Linked DNA regions of Mus musculus: all the other regions are linked to region 1. A link is a contact called in public Hi-C and promoter capture Hi-C data. All regions are on one chromosome and are shown on one strand. Each heading gives the region's core, a stretch centred on a gene start, on an enhancer-like site or on the middle of the called end of the contact. The rest is flanking DNA. Distances are from core to core; before and after follow the strand shown.

Region 1 (2,700 bases), core at 50-2,549:
AACCTACCTCTGCTCCCTCCCGACAAGGACAAGCCCGGGGGATGGCGGGGAGGACACGCTGTGTGTGTGTGTGTTTACAAGTGTATATATACATACACATACACAGGGTGAAAGAAAGGCACACAATACAGACAAACACGCACTGGATCTAAGCGAAGGCTAGACCAATCCCGTTAACTCAGATACTCCTACCCCGTCTACAACAGGTTTCGGTGGCCGGACGGGCGCCCCAGCTTTCCCTAAGGTCGGCCCCCCAAAGCCCTCCTCAGGCCGCCCAGGCCGCCTTCTCGACTTCCCTCCTTCCCTCGGCTTTCCCCTGGGACACCAGAAGCCAGTTCCAGCCCAGGAGGAAGTGCCAGGCCCCGAGGGGGCGGCGGAGACGCGCTCCGGCGGCGCGGACACCTGCGAGGCGCCGCACCTGAAGGGGACAAGCTGGGGGCCCCCGGGCTCAGCGGCCGAGCACACCCCCTCGGCAGCCCGCGCAGCGCGGCGGCCCGCAGCCCCGTACCTGAGAAGCCCGCGAGCTACAGGCGCGCGCGACGCCTCCTCATCTCAGAGGCTCCGGCTCCCCCTCCGCCTCCCGCCGCCGCTGCCGCCCCCGTCGCCGTCGCCGCCGCCGCCGTCGCCGCCGCCGATGGAGGCCAGGACACGACGAGCTCAGGACTCCACCGCCATGTCCGCCGCGCCGCGAACTGCATTGTGGGGGGGAAGGGACGGGGAGGGGGAGGAGGAGGGAGCGAGAGAAAGAGGAGGACCCGCTGAGGGGAGGGGGCTGAGGGAGAGTGGCGCCCGGCCGAGGGGGGAGGGGAGTCGGAGGCTCTCCCCAGCCTGGGATCCCGATTGGGATGGGAGGAGATAGCCTCGGAGGCGGGGAGCAGAGCCTCCCAGAGCTGGGTTCAGGGGCTCCCTCTTCTTTAATTCTGGGGATCCCCCCCAAGCACCCGTCAAACCTCGGCGGAGGAGGGGGTAGACCGGGGGGCGTGGGGGGAGGGGCTTCGTTCCGGGGCTCGTGGCGGTCGCCCGGAAACAATGAGGAGGGGATGGAGGTGGGAGGACGGCGCGCACACACCCGCGCTGAGGAGGGAGAGCGGGCGAGCGCGCGCGGGCTCCGATCGGCGCCCGAGCTGGGGGCGGGCGGGCCCCCGAGGGAGAGAGGAAGGGAGGGAGGGAGGGAAAGGGTCGGAGCTACCCGCGGCTCGCTGGCTGGAGCGGGCCTGCAGGGAGAGAGAAAGAGAGAGAGAGGGTCCTGCGGTCCAGCACGCCGACGCCGGGAAGCGGCGCGAGGACGCCGGCGAGCTTAGGGTCGCGTGCACCGTCGCGCTTCTCACGTCAGGCTCCCTGGCTGCGGGCGCCTTGCCTGAGGCCCCCGGGCGGGAAAGGGGGCAGGTTGCCTAGCTGTGCCCCAGGGAGAGGCCGTAGATGTGCAGGCTCGGGCTTGTCACTGTCCGACAGCCCACGCATTTCTTGAATCCTCCGCGACCATTCCTGACTTCTGAGCACTGTCGAGCAGCTAGCAGGAGGGAGCCCCCCACCCCTTCACCCTTGCATCCAGTCCAGTTTTGCATCACCTCAGGACTAACAAAGCAGAGAAATCTTGAGAAATAGTTCGAAAACCATTTCTTTAGTTTCAGGTGGGCATAGAAACAACTACCAAGAACGGCTTCCCTCCTTCCTCCTTTTTTTTTTTTAAATGTGTTAGCTTCCTCTCATTTAAATTTACACTCATGGAAGACTAGAAGGCTTTGTTAGTTTATTTTAATGACACCCCCCCCCCCCGCCCTCAAGCCTCGAGATTATTATTTGACCAGTCTCCTACTTCACTCAGAGCTGGTCAAATCACACAACTGCAGTCCTTGAGGTGGATATTTACTAGGCAGAAAAAGTGTATGGCACTAAACGTGGGGTTTTATAAAGGGAAGCAGCTGAATCTTAAATATTTACAAGGTAATGACAAATTTTCTTGTGACTCACAGACCAGAGCTGCTAAGAGGCTACAGAGAGGCAATTGTCTCTGCAGAGTTCATCGACTTCCTGCTACATCCCAGAACTAAACACCTCTCACATGATATGTCCGTCAGAATCCCCAAAGCTGAACAAGCTTAGTGAGAAGGGACCAAGCATTGCCAACTTACTTCTAGGCATCGAGCTGAGGAGGCTTCATACACTTAACCACCTAATCTTCATAATGATCTTGTGACAATAGATACTATGGCTTCCATTTGCAGAGGAGAAAATATGCTCTGACAATCCCCTTCCCCCTGTCTCTGACTCCAGCAGACCCAGGAGCTGTGGATAGAGGGTAGCCAGTCAACCCTTCCAGCTTGGGGCGATTATCAAACTAATAAAAAATCCAGAGTTGCCTCATCTGAAACATTTTTAAATGTGTCCAAACTTCAGAGAGATAAGGTAAAGAACAGAAGAGGAAATGAAAGTGAAAACCGAATGTTAGGTGTGGTAGATTACAGCTGTAATATCAGCATTCTGGAAGCTGGGGCAGGATGATCACCAGGTCAAAGCCAGACTCTGTAGCCCAGGCTGGCCTCGAACTCAGAAAGCCGCCTGTCTTTGCCTTGATCTCTTTAAAAATAAAAAATAGACTTATAGCTTCCACAATAACATGTTCATTTTTTTGTTTTGGCTTTTTTGTTTCTTTTCCTTCTTTCTTTCTTTGTGGTGTTTGGGGGAGATTGGAAGAGCAGA
Region 2 (2,700 bases), core at 90-2,589, 540 kb after region 1:
TTCTTCAGTATGGAGCTGGTAAGTGAGTTTCCTGTTTAACTGCTGGTCATCTAAATAAGGACAGAGCCCGAGAAACAAACTCAGGTCCCCTGAACTCCAAATCCAGTGCCCTTTGGGATGTGTTCCAGCTCATGGCTCTGCCTACCTACTTATGGAACAGACAAAATGTACTTGGCTGCTTCAGATCTACAGGGTCCTGACAGACAGCTGGAGCTAAAGGAAGGTTGTGTTTCCAGAATGGAATTCTGTTGTGCTTCAAGTGAGAATAATTCACTATGTAAAATAAGTGGTAGCAGAACCTATTACTTCTTTAGCTACAGATGAGGCAGAGACCAGAGGGGTATGGTATATGTTGCTTGCCTGTGGTGGTTTAGCGATGGATGGGGATGTTCACGTTCAAGAATCTTTGAATTCCTGAAAAGTTTGGGACTTCAGGACCCATGTGTGCTGACAGGTAGCCTCCTACGGTGGACTGAGGCTAAAAGACACCCAGAACTAGAGGACAAGGGTTTCCTCTTGGTAGGGAACCTGTTTTGTTTTTTTCCTTTGAAATATTCAATCTGAAAAAGGATGCTCATTTCTGGTTCCTGTACATTCTTTTTCCTTCCTTCCTCTTGTTTTGATTAAGACACAGTCCCGTGTAGCCCAGGATGGCTTCCAACTCGCTATGTAGCTGAATATAGGCTAGAATTCTTGACACTCTGCCTCTGCCTCTCCTTCAGATTACAGGCATGCACCCCCAATTTCCAGTTATACATTTTTAATAATATTTTTATTAGATATTTTCTTTACATTTCAAATGCTATCCCGAAAGTTCCCTATCCCCCCCCCACCCCACCCCACCCCCACCCCCCCCCGCCCCGCGAAGCCACACACTTCAAAGACTTCAGGCTTGGGGAATGCTACACGGACCTAGTATGAGTAAAGTATTCTGCCTAACAAATTATATTGGTGAAATAAGTATGACTATTGTTCAGTAAATCTAGAACTGTGGAGGCGTTTGTTGATCTTGTTCTCTACTTAGAAGACAAAGGTTTGAAATGTTCTTGGTCTCTAGAGACCAAGCCTTGACAAGGATAGGTCTGCCAAATGCCAAGTTTCAGCGTTTCTTTTTTCTCTACTTTTGATTTCTATCCAGTTCTGTGAAAGGAAAAGAGGTTAGCTTCAGAGTTACATGCCTGCCACCTTCGGGCAAGAAGCTGGGCTTACTATAGTTTAGAGACCGCTTCCGGCCCAGGTGGGCGTGGCCGCCTCTTGGGCGTGGCCACGATGTGGGCGGGCTCTGGGAGAGGCCAAGTGTGGGCGGGGCCACCGCCTATCGGTGCCCGGAAGTGCCCCTGTGGGCGGAGTTGAACTGGACGTTAAGTCTCTACGGGTGTCCCGGGCCTGAGGGCAGCGGCCTGCTTGCTCGGGAACTCCCTCAGCCACCGCGTCCTCAAGCCGCCATTGCCGCCCGGGACGATGATGCCGCGCCTGCTGTTGCGTGACTGGCCCCGGTGCCCCTCGCTTGTCCTGGGAGCCCCTAGTCGGCCCTTAAGTGCTGTCTCGGGGCCCGCCGAGTATCTGCAGCACAGCATCGTACCCACCATGCACTACCAGGACAGCCTGCCCAGGTGAGCCCAGCCTCCTGGCCCCGGCCCAGACCCGACTCCTGGTGCTTAGGACTTGCCCTGAACCTCCGGCCCTGGAGGCAGTCACATTCCCCAGCTTGGAAAGCCTGAGACTTTGAAAATTCCCTGGCTCAGAAGATTCAGAAACTTTAAAGTCTCCTCCGCAACCCTCCCGTCTACAAGTTCATCTTGAATCCTACAAACTCCTGCCCGCTCCATTAATCTTTCAGACAGCTATCCTGAGCCCTACACACTTAATGCCTGAAAATCACCCGAATCCTTTCTACTAGGGTGGTCAATTCCTTGTTTTGTTTTGAGGGTTTGTGTGCCCTAGAACTAGCTCTGTAGACCAGGATGGCCTATTAGAGATCCTCTTGCTTCTGCCTGTAGAGTGCTGAGATTAAAGATATAGGGCACCCCCATTGAGGGAGGATAGCCAGTTCCTAACATGGGTCTCCCTCGGGTCAGTGTCCCCTATTCACCTTTACCTGTTGCTGAGAACACCCAGCCCACTCCTCTTCCAGTACCTGTTCTGGTAGTGTCCCATCGTTGCTGCAAGCACATCTTTATCCTCATTTTAGCATTCTCCATCTTCTGCTCCATCTTCTAAGGTCAGCCTTAACCTAGAACTTTTTCATACCCACCAAACCTTCCTCAGCACTCTTTCGGGTGGTCCCCAACACCTCACCCACACTACCTGACCTATTCAAACAGCCCTAATAAGTGTTCCTCCATGTCCGTCACCCCCTGTCCCCAATACCCAGTACTTCCTTAAATCTGGAGTCTAGTTTTCTCGTTGATCTCTCAGCTTTGTTCTAGGTTGCCAGAATAGAAATTACCTTCACTCTAAGCCAAACCTAAATTGTCTTTGCATTCATTGTTTATTTCCCAAACCAAGCTCCAAACCTGTTTCAAATCCCCCTCACTGTCCTGGCCCAGCTGCCAGTGATCCTTCCTGCTCCATCCGGGAAAAGACACACATTGTACCATGGTATTGTTCCCTGCTGTGGGGTTTGTTTTCCTCCGTGTCCAGCAGTTATTTAACCCAGTGTCATCTGCCCACCGTGCCTTCTCAGCAAGAACCCAGTGT
Region 3 (2,700 bases), core at 96-2,595, 540 kb before region 1:
AAAACTAAGCTGTAAGATAATAGAAACTATTTCAAATACAAGATATTTTATGAAACAAAGTAACTCTTAAGTTTATTCAGGTGGGGGATTGAGTCACCATTCATTCATTCATTACACATGATTGAAACATTGTATAAAATGGGATCTTACACGCCTACCATTCATACAACTGAGGCCCAAGATATCTCTAATACGTTTTGGAAGAAGTCATCTAGCTAAGCCATTCTAGTTGTGGCTAGCTACCCATGGTTACAAGCCACTCCATCTCAGGCTAGCTAAGAGAGGTAAACAGGAGTGATAATTACGAAAAGGGTGATGTAAAGTTCTTTTATTAAAACCACAGCATCCTTTTCGTAATTTTCACTCTGTTTTACCTCTCTTTACTCATACACCTTTGGATTGAGACTGAACAAAAATAACACACACACACACACACACACACACACACACACACACACATCTCAAATATCCTCTCCGCCAAAATTCAGAATCACTAACTGTCAAGCTTTCCTTACCAACCCTCCTCCCCTTTACCATCCATCCTGTCTTCCTCATGGAAACCTTAATTCTTGCTTTAATATAAGTCAAAAATAGCCGGGCAGTGGCGGCGGATACCTTTAATCCCAGCATTTGAGAGGCAGAGGCAAGCAGATCTCTGAGTTAAAGGCCAGCCTCGTCTACTCCAAATTGCCCTGGCCGCCTCACCCAAACACACATTTGGGATGGGAAGTAGTAACACCCTGTTGCTTCTCCGGGAGACATGGAGACCAGAAGTCACTACAGCACCAACCGAAGCCCGCACCCTGTTCTCCCCAGTCCGAGCCTCCTCCCTCACCGGTACTGCTTGGGATCGCTGGGAGACTTGATGATCTCAGGGTCCCCGACATTACTGAAAGACCGTCCCTCCTCCTCAGATTCATCCGCTCCTAGACGAGCAAGCCGGCCGCTCTCGCCCAAGTCCTGTCCATTGGGCTGCAGGTCCGGGCAACTGCAGGTGGACTTCGCCTTGTTTCTTCCAGGCATGGTCAGCGTAGGAAAGGGTTTCGATGATTCTTCGCACAGACCCCGTGCTTCGATTCGCCCCAGAGCCGTGAGCTCCCGCCCGGCCTCACACCGCAACTTCCTCCCGGTGACACAGACTGCAGCAACCGCGACTCTCCTCAGCATTCACCAGCAAGTCGTAGCGCTGGACATCCCGCTCCCCAGGCCCACCTCCTCCTCCTACACCTCCAGCCACTCCTCCTCCTCCGCGTCCCAGGGGCGACGGCGGCGGCCGGCGTTGTTGCTGCCCCAGCCGCTGGGGAGGACAGGCCTGAACCCCTCCTCCAACCCGGCCTCGCTCACACCGACTTTCTTCATCCCACCCTCCTGACAGCCGATGACGCTATGGACTCTAGCCAATCACAACGCACAACGGCCGTCACGTTTGCAGAAACAGCCAATGGGAGTAGGGGAAGCGAGAGACCAATAGAAATAGGCCGGGTTCCTGGCGCACCCAGAGAGCATTTCGAAACCTGACGTGGGCGGGGCGAAGGAAAAGAGGCGGAGGATGATGGGAGAAGTCTTGCTGCGATTGTGACGTGCGTCCGTAGCTGTTTTTAGGAAAACCGCGTAGCGCTCCGTGTCTGAGAAAATATTCCCCAGCGAGAAAACACAGAAGTGAGTCGCGATAGTGGATGCTGATCTTCTTCACCCACTTGCGGTGTATTTTTTGCACTCTATTCTTAGAGTGACTCAGCGGGTCTCTTTTTTAAAAGAGCAGAGCACCGGAAGTCTTTTCCCACCCTATCCCGAGATGGATGCAGTGCTTGTGGGTCACTAAGCACCGGAAATAACAATTGCATCTTTCCATCCTGTAGGCTGCCAAACCATTGGTGCTTTTCACGCTCCAGATCTGTTTCAATATGCTCACTCTTGTATGCGAATTGTTTATTTTTTTAAGCTTCCACACCCTGGAGTAGTCCTCAGCCTACCTTTAAGTTTGGCCAACTTTTACTGAAAAGCAAGAACATGTTAGGCTACTAACCTCAAGTAACTTTCCCAAGCTTTTTGTTTTTGTTTTTGCCAATGCTTTTGCAGCGACTGGAACAGACACAATATAAAATAAAAAGCAGTTGACCAGATAACAATAAAAAGCTGATAGACACCATTGAATGAGATCATACCACATGGAAGAGATAAACGAAATGAATATGAGTAAACAACAACAACAACAAAAAGACTTTAAGCCGATAGATACATTAGTGGTTGTCTTTCCTGCCTCTGAACCTTTGTGTGGCTGAAGATAAAGCCATACACAAAACAAATCGTTGCCGGTGTGGTAGTCCACACCTTGAATCTCAAGCACTCAGGGAGACAGAGGCAGGTGAATCTCTTTAAGTTCAGGGCCAGCCTGGTTTACAAAGCAGTTCCAAGCCAGCCATGTCTACCTACTAAGACCGTCTCAAAAACAACAAAAAATCCTTGGCTTGAAGTTTAGTTTCTTATGGGAAGAAACTGACCATAAATAATACATTAAAAAAAAAAAACAATAAATGCTAAGACTACAAAACAGGGTAGGAAGACAAAGTATTGAAGAGGATACATGAACTGGGGCAGAAGTATTTGAAAGCATTAAGATTCCGGGCAGTGGTAACGCATGCCTTTAATCCCAGCACTTGGGAGGCAGAAGCAGGTCGATTTCTGAGTTTGAGGCCAGCC
Region 4 (2,700 bases), core at 74-2,573, 740 kb before region 1:
ATATATACACAAATATATTCATTCTGTAAGTATTTTTACTCTAAAGATCCCTGACTAATATAGCAGGGGTAGAATGTTCTCCTGGCATGCACAAAGCCCTAGATTTTTCTCTACAGTAAAACAACAAAACAAAACAAGAAGTATATGAGTTCTTTTTGCCTGCATGCATATCTGTGTACTACATACATGTCTGGGGCCAGGGAGGCCAAAAGAGGATCACTGGGTTCTTCTTCCCCTTCTTTTTCTAGATTTATTTATTTATTTTATGTATGTGAGTACACAGTTGGTCTTCAGACACACCAGAAGAGGGAATCAGATCTCATTACAAATGGTTGTGAGCCACCCTGTGGTTGCTGGGAATTGAACTCAGGACCTCTGCAAGAGCAGTCAGTGCTTACCCGATGATGAGCCATCTCTCCAGCTTTCCCAATCACTAGGTTCTTAAATATAGAATTCTTTGGCCAGGTGTGGTGGCTCTCACCTTTAACCCAAGCCCAGAAGCAGACAGATCTCTGTGAGTTAGAGGACAGCCTGGTCTACCTATATATAGCAAATACCAGAACAGCCAAGGCTGCAAAAGAGACTCTGTCTCCAAAAAAAAAAAAAAAAAAAAAAAAAAACAAAAAACCCAACAAAACTTATGTTACAATTTAAAAAAAAGTTTTATGTAGCACCCACTACTCTCAAACTCATTATGTAGTCAAGGATTATCTTGAACTTACAAAAAAAAAATTTAGTTTTAGTTATATGTACTTTAGTGAGTATGTCTGAGTGGGGTGGGAATATTTGCTCCTAAGTGCTGGTACCCTCAGTTCTGATGGCCTGGAGTTACAGGCAGTTGTGTGCTCCCCTACCCTCCAGATCCTCTTGAAGATGTTTTTCTCTTATTCTCTCTGTCTGTCTGTCTCTCCCTCCCTCCCTTACACCCACCTCTAAACCCCCCTCCCCTCCGTCTCTCTGTCCCCCCACTCCCCTTTTCTCCTTCTCTCCTTTTTTTCTTTTCTTTTTTTTGTCAGTCTTACTTAGCTGAGTCTGGCTTTGAACTACCGATCCTCTGGTCTCCCAAGTGCTGGGATTACAGGTATCCACCTTCACGCCTGTTTTGGATAAATAATCTAAATATTCACGCTCGCTTTCTCAGTTTTCTGCCTCCATAACAGCCCGCCCTATACACAATAGGCGAAGAGAGAAAGAAACAAAGCATGCTTGACTAGGATTGCCAGGGGCGTGGGTCCACCAGCTGCACAGAGGAGCCGCACCTGGCCCCGCCCACTCACGCCCTGGTCCCGCCTAGGCTCTCGGAGACCCCGCCCCCTGCATGCCGAATGCCATATAGGCGACTGACGTCAGGCCGTTTGTTGTCATTGGCGGCTCCCAAGATGGCGTCCATCGTGGAAGGGCCGCTGAGCAAATGGACTAACGTGATGAAGGGATGGCAGTATCGTTGGTTCGTGCTGGACTACAATGCAGGGCTGCTCTCCTACTACACGGTGAGTGGCTGAGGCCGCGCTGCTGGGACGGCGAGCTACGCGGAGCCGGGGCGGGGGTGCTCCGCTGAGAGACCGCCGTACGCGAGGTTCCCTTGTGGAGGAGGGCTTTGCGTGCGGGTAGCCAATGACCAGAAGGGAGATGCGGACCCAGCCAGTGAGCAGCGCCGGCCGGCTGATTTATGGGCCGGGGGCGAGCCGGGTGTCTCAGGGAGTGGTTCTGTGACTAGGTAGGGTCTGCGCTGAGACGAGGTACGGGTGGGCGTAGTCCCGGTGTGGCAGGTCAGCCTAGCTGTCCACACTGTGCGTCTCTCCTGTCCCCAGCCCGGGCACTGGCCGCACCCCTTAGCTTCCCTCCAGGGCTCGAAGAGCGCTGCCTTCTCGGAGCAGTGGTCAGAGGAACCTGGCCAGGTCCAAAGGTGACCCGCGTCCACACCGTGGGCTCTGAAATCCCATCAGTCTGTCCAGCAAGGCTGTCCTACTGTGGGGATGCACCCCTCTTTCCAGCGGGGCACGAGTGTAACGGACTCCGTAACTTTTGAGAGCAGAGGATTCCCTCTGCGCGAGTCTTCTGGTTGCGGAGATGTAGAAAGAGATGGTGCAGTTGCCCTGAAAGTTGTGTTCTGGAGAGGACCGACTTCGCTGTTGTTGACGCGAGTTAGTGGCCCAGGGTAGGTAGATGAAATGCTGTGGAGCCTATGTTCTGACCGCCTCTTCCACCTCCTTCGCATTAGAAATGGAAGGTGGGCGGTGTTGGAGAAATTACTAACGGGGCCACTTTCTTTGAGCTGTATTGTTAATAATAGCCCGTGAGAAGAAGAAAAGCACCCAGAAGGACAAAATATAGAATGTCTTGAAGGCTTTAGAAAATGATAGAAGAAAAACGAAGAAATACGATTATGGGAGAAGAGTTAGTGTGGATGAGGGAAGTAGGGACACATAGTTATTCATTCATTTAAAAATATCATTGAGTTCCTGTCCTGCGGGTCTTCATTCCAGCAAGAATCGACAGCTGTGTAGACGCTGCCTCTCTTCTCGAGCTTTTAGTGTAGTCTAGTGGGCACCTTAATTCATTTACTCTTAATAAATTTGCAAGGTAGGTATTCATTATTCCCATTTAATGCTCCCATTTTACAGTTTTGGAATCTGAGACTCCAGGCTTTTAAGTAATTAGCTCAAGATCACATACACAGCTGTAAGTGGTGGAGTCAGG

Evidence for each region. Promoter capture Hi-C pulls out the DNA fragments that hold promoters and counts their contacts. A called contact is a pair of places that touch in the nucleus more often than the background predicts.
Region 2: a contact with region 1 is called in a promoter capture Hi-C map of embryonic stem cells, with 2.3 times the contacts expected there. The contact joins the promoter of Cpt2 here to the promoter of Tut4 in region 1. A contact is called at or near these places in 5 of 39 promoter capture datasets (cranial neural crest, embryonic stem cells, hippocampal neurons and 2 more), 1 of 484 Hi-C or Micro-C datasets (regulatory T cells), 12 of 115 datasets of contacts at active chromatin or transcription factors (the 230-238 cell line, astrocytes, cardiomyocytes and 7 more) and 2 of 9 other capture datasets (adipose tissue and liver).
Region 3: a Hi-C map of pre-B cells shows a contact between it and region 1, with 4 times the contacts expected there. The contact joins the promoter of Nrd1 here to the promoter of Tut4 in region 1. A contact is called at or near these places in 1 of 39 promoter capture datasets (pre-B cells), 1 of 484 Hi-C or Micro-C datasets (pre-B cells) and 1 of 115 datasets of contacts at active chromatin or transcription factors (thymic regulatory T cells).
Region 4: a Hi-C map of pre-B cells shows a contact between it and region 1, with 3 times the contacts expected there. The contact joins the promoter of Osbpl9 here to the promoter of Tut4 in region 1. A contact is called at or near these places in 1 of 39 promoter capture datasets (pre-B cells) and 1 of 484 Hi-C or Micro-C datasets (pre-B cells).

The regions. Positions count from the first base shown.
Region 1 is chr4:108,458,009-108,460,708 of GRCm38.p6, reverse strand. Tut4 (terminal uridylyl transferase 4) reads right to left here and starts at 1,299. Exons shown (of 31, transcript NM_175472.4): 1 at 1,070-1,299; 2 at 509-692.
Region 2 is chr4:107,922,228-107,924,927 of GRCm38.p6, reverse strand. Cpt2 (carnitine palmitoyltransferase 2) reads left to right here and starts at 1,339. Exons shown (of 5, transcript NM_009949.2): 1 at 1,339-1,613. The coding sequence starts at 1,462.
Region 3 is chr4:108,999,300-109,001,999 of GRCm38.p6, reverse strand. Nrd1 (nardilysin, N-arginine dibasic convertase, NRD convertase 1) reads right to left here and starts at 1,345. Exons shown (of 31, transcript NM_146150.3): 1 at 836-1,345. The coding sequence starts at 1,167.
Region 4 is chr4:109,200,895-109,203,594 of GRCm38.p6, reverse strand. It overlaps Osbpl9 (oxysterol binding protein-like 9), which reads left to right and starts at 1,323. Exons shown (of 24, transcript NM_001368727.1): 1 at 1,323-1,490. The coding sequence starts at 1,380. It overlaps Gm46867 (a long non-coding RNA gene), which reads right to left and starts at 1,402. Exons shown (of 3, transcript XR_001784406.1): 1 at 1,346-1,402.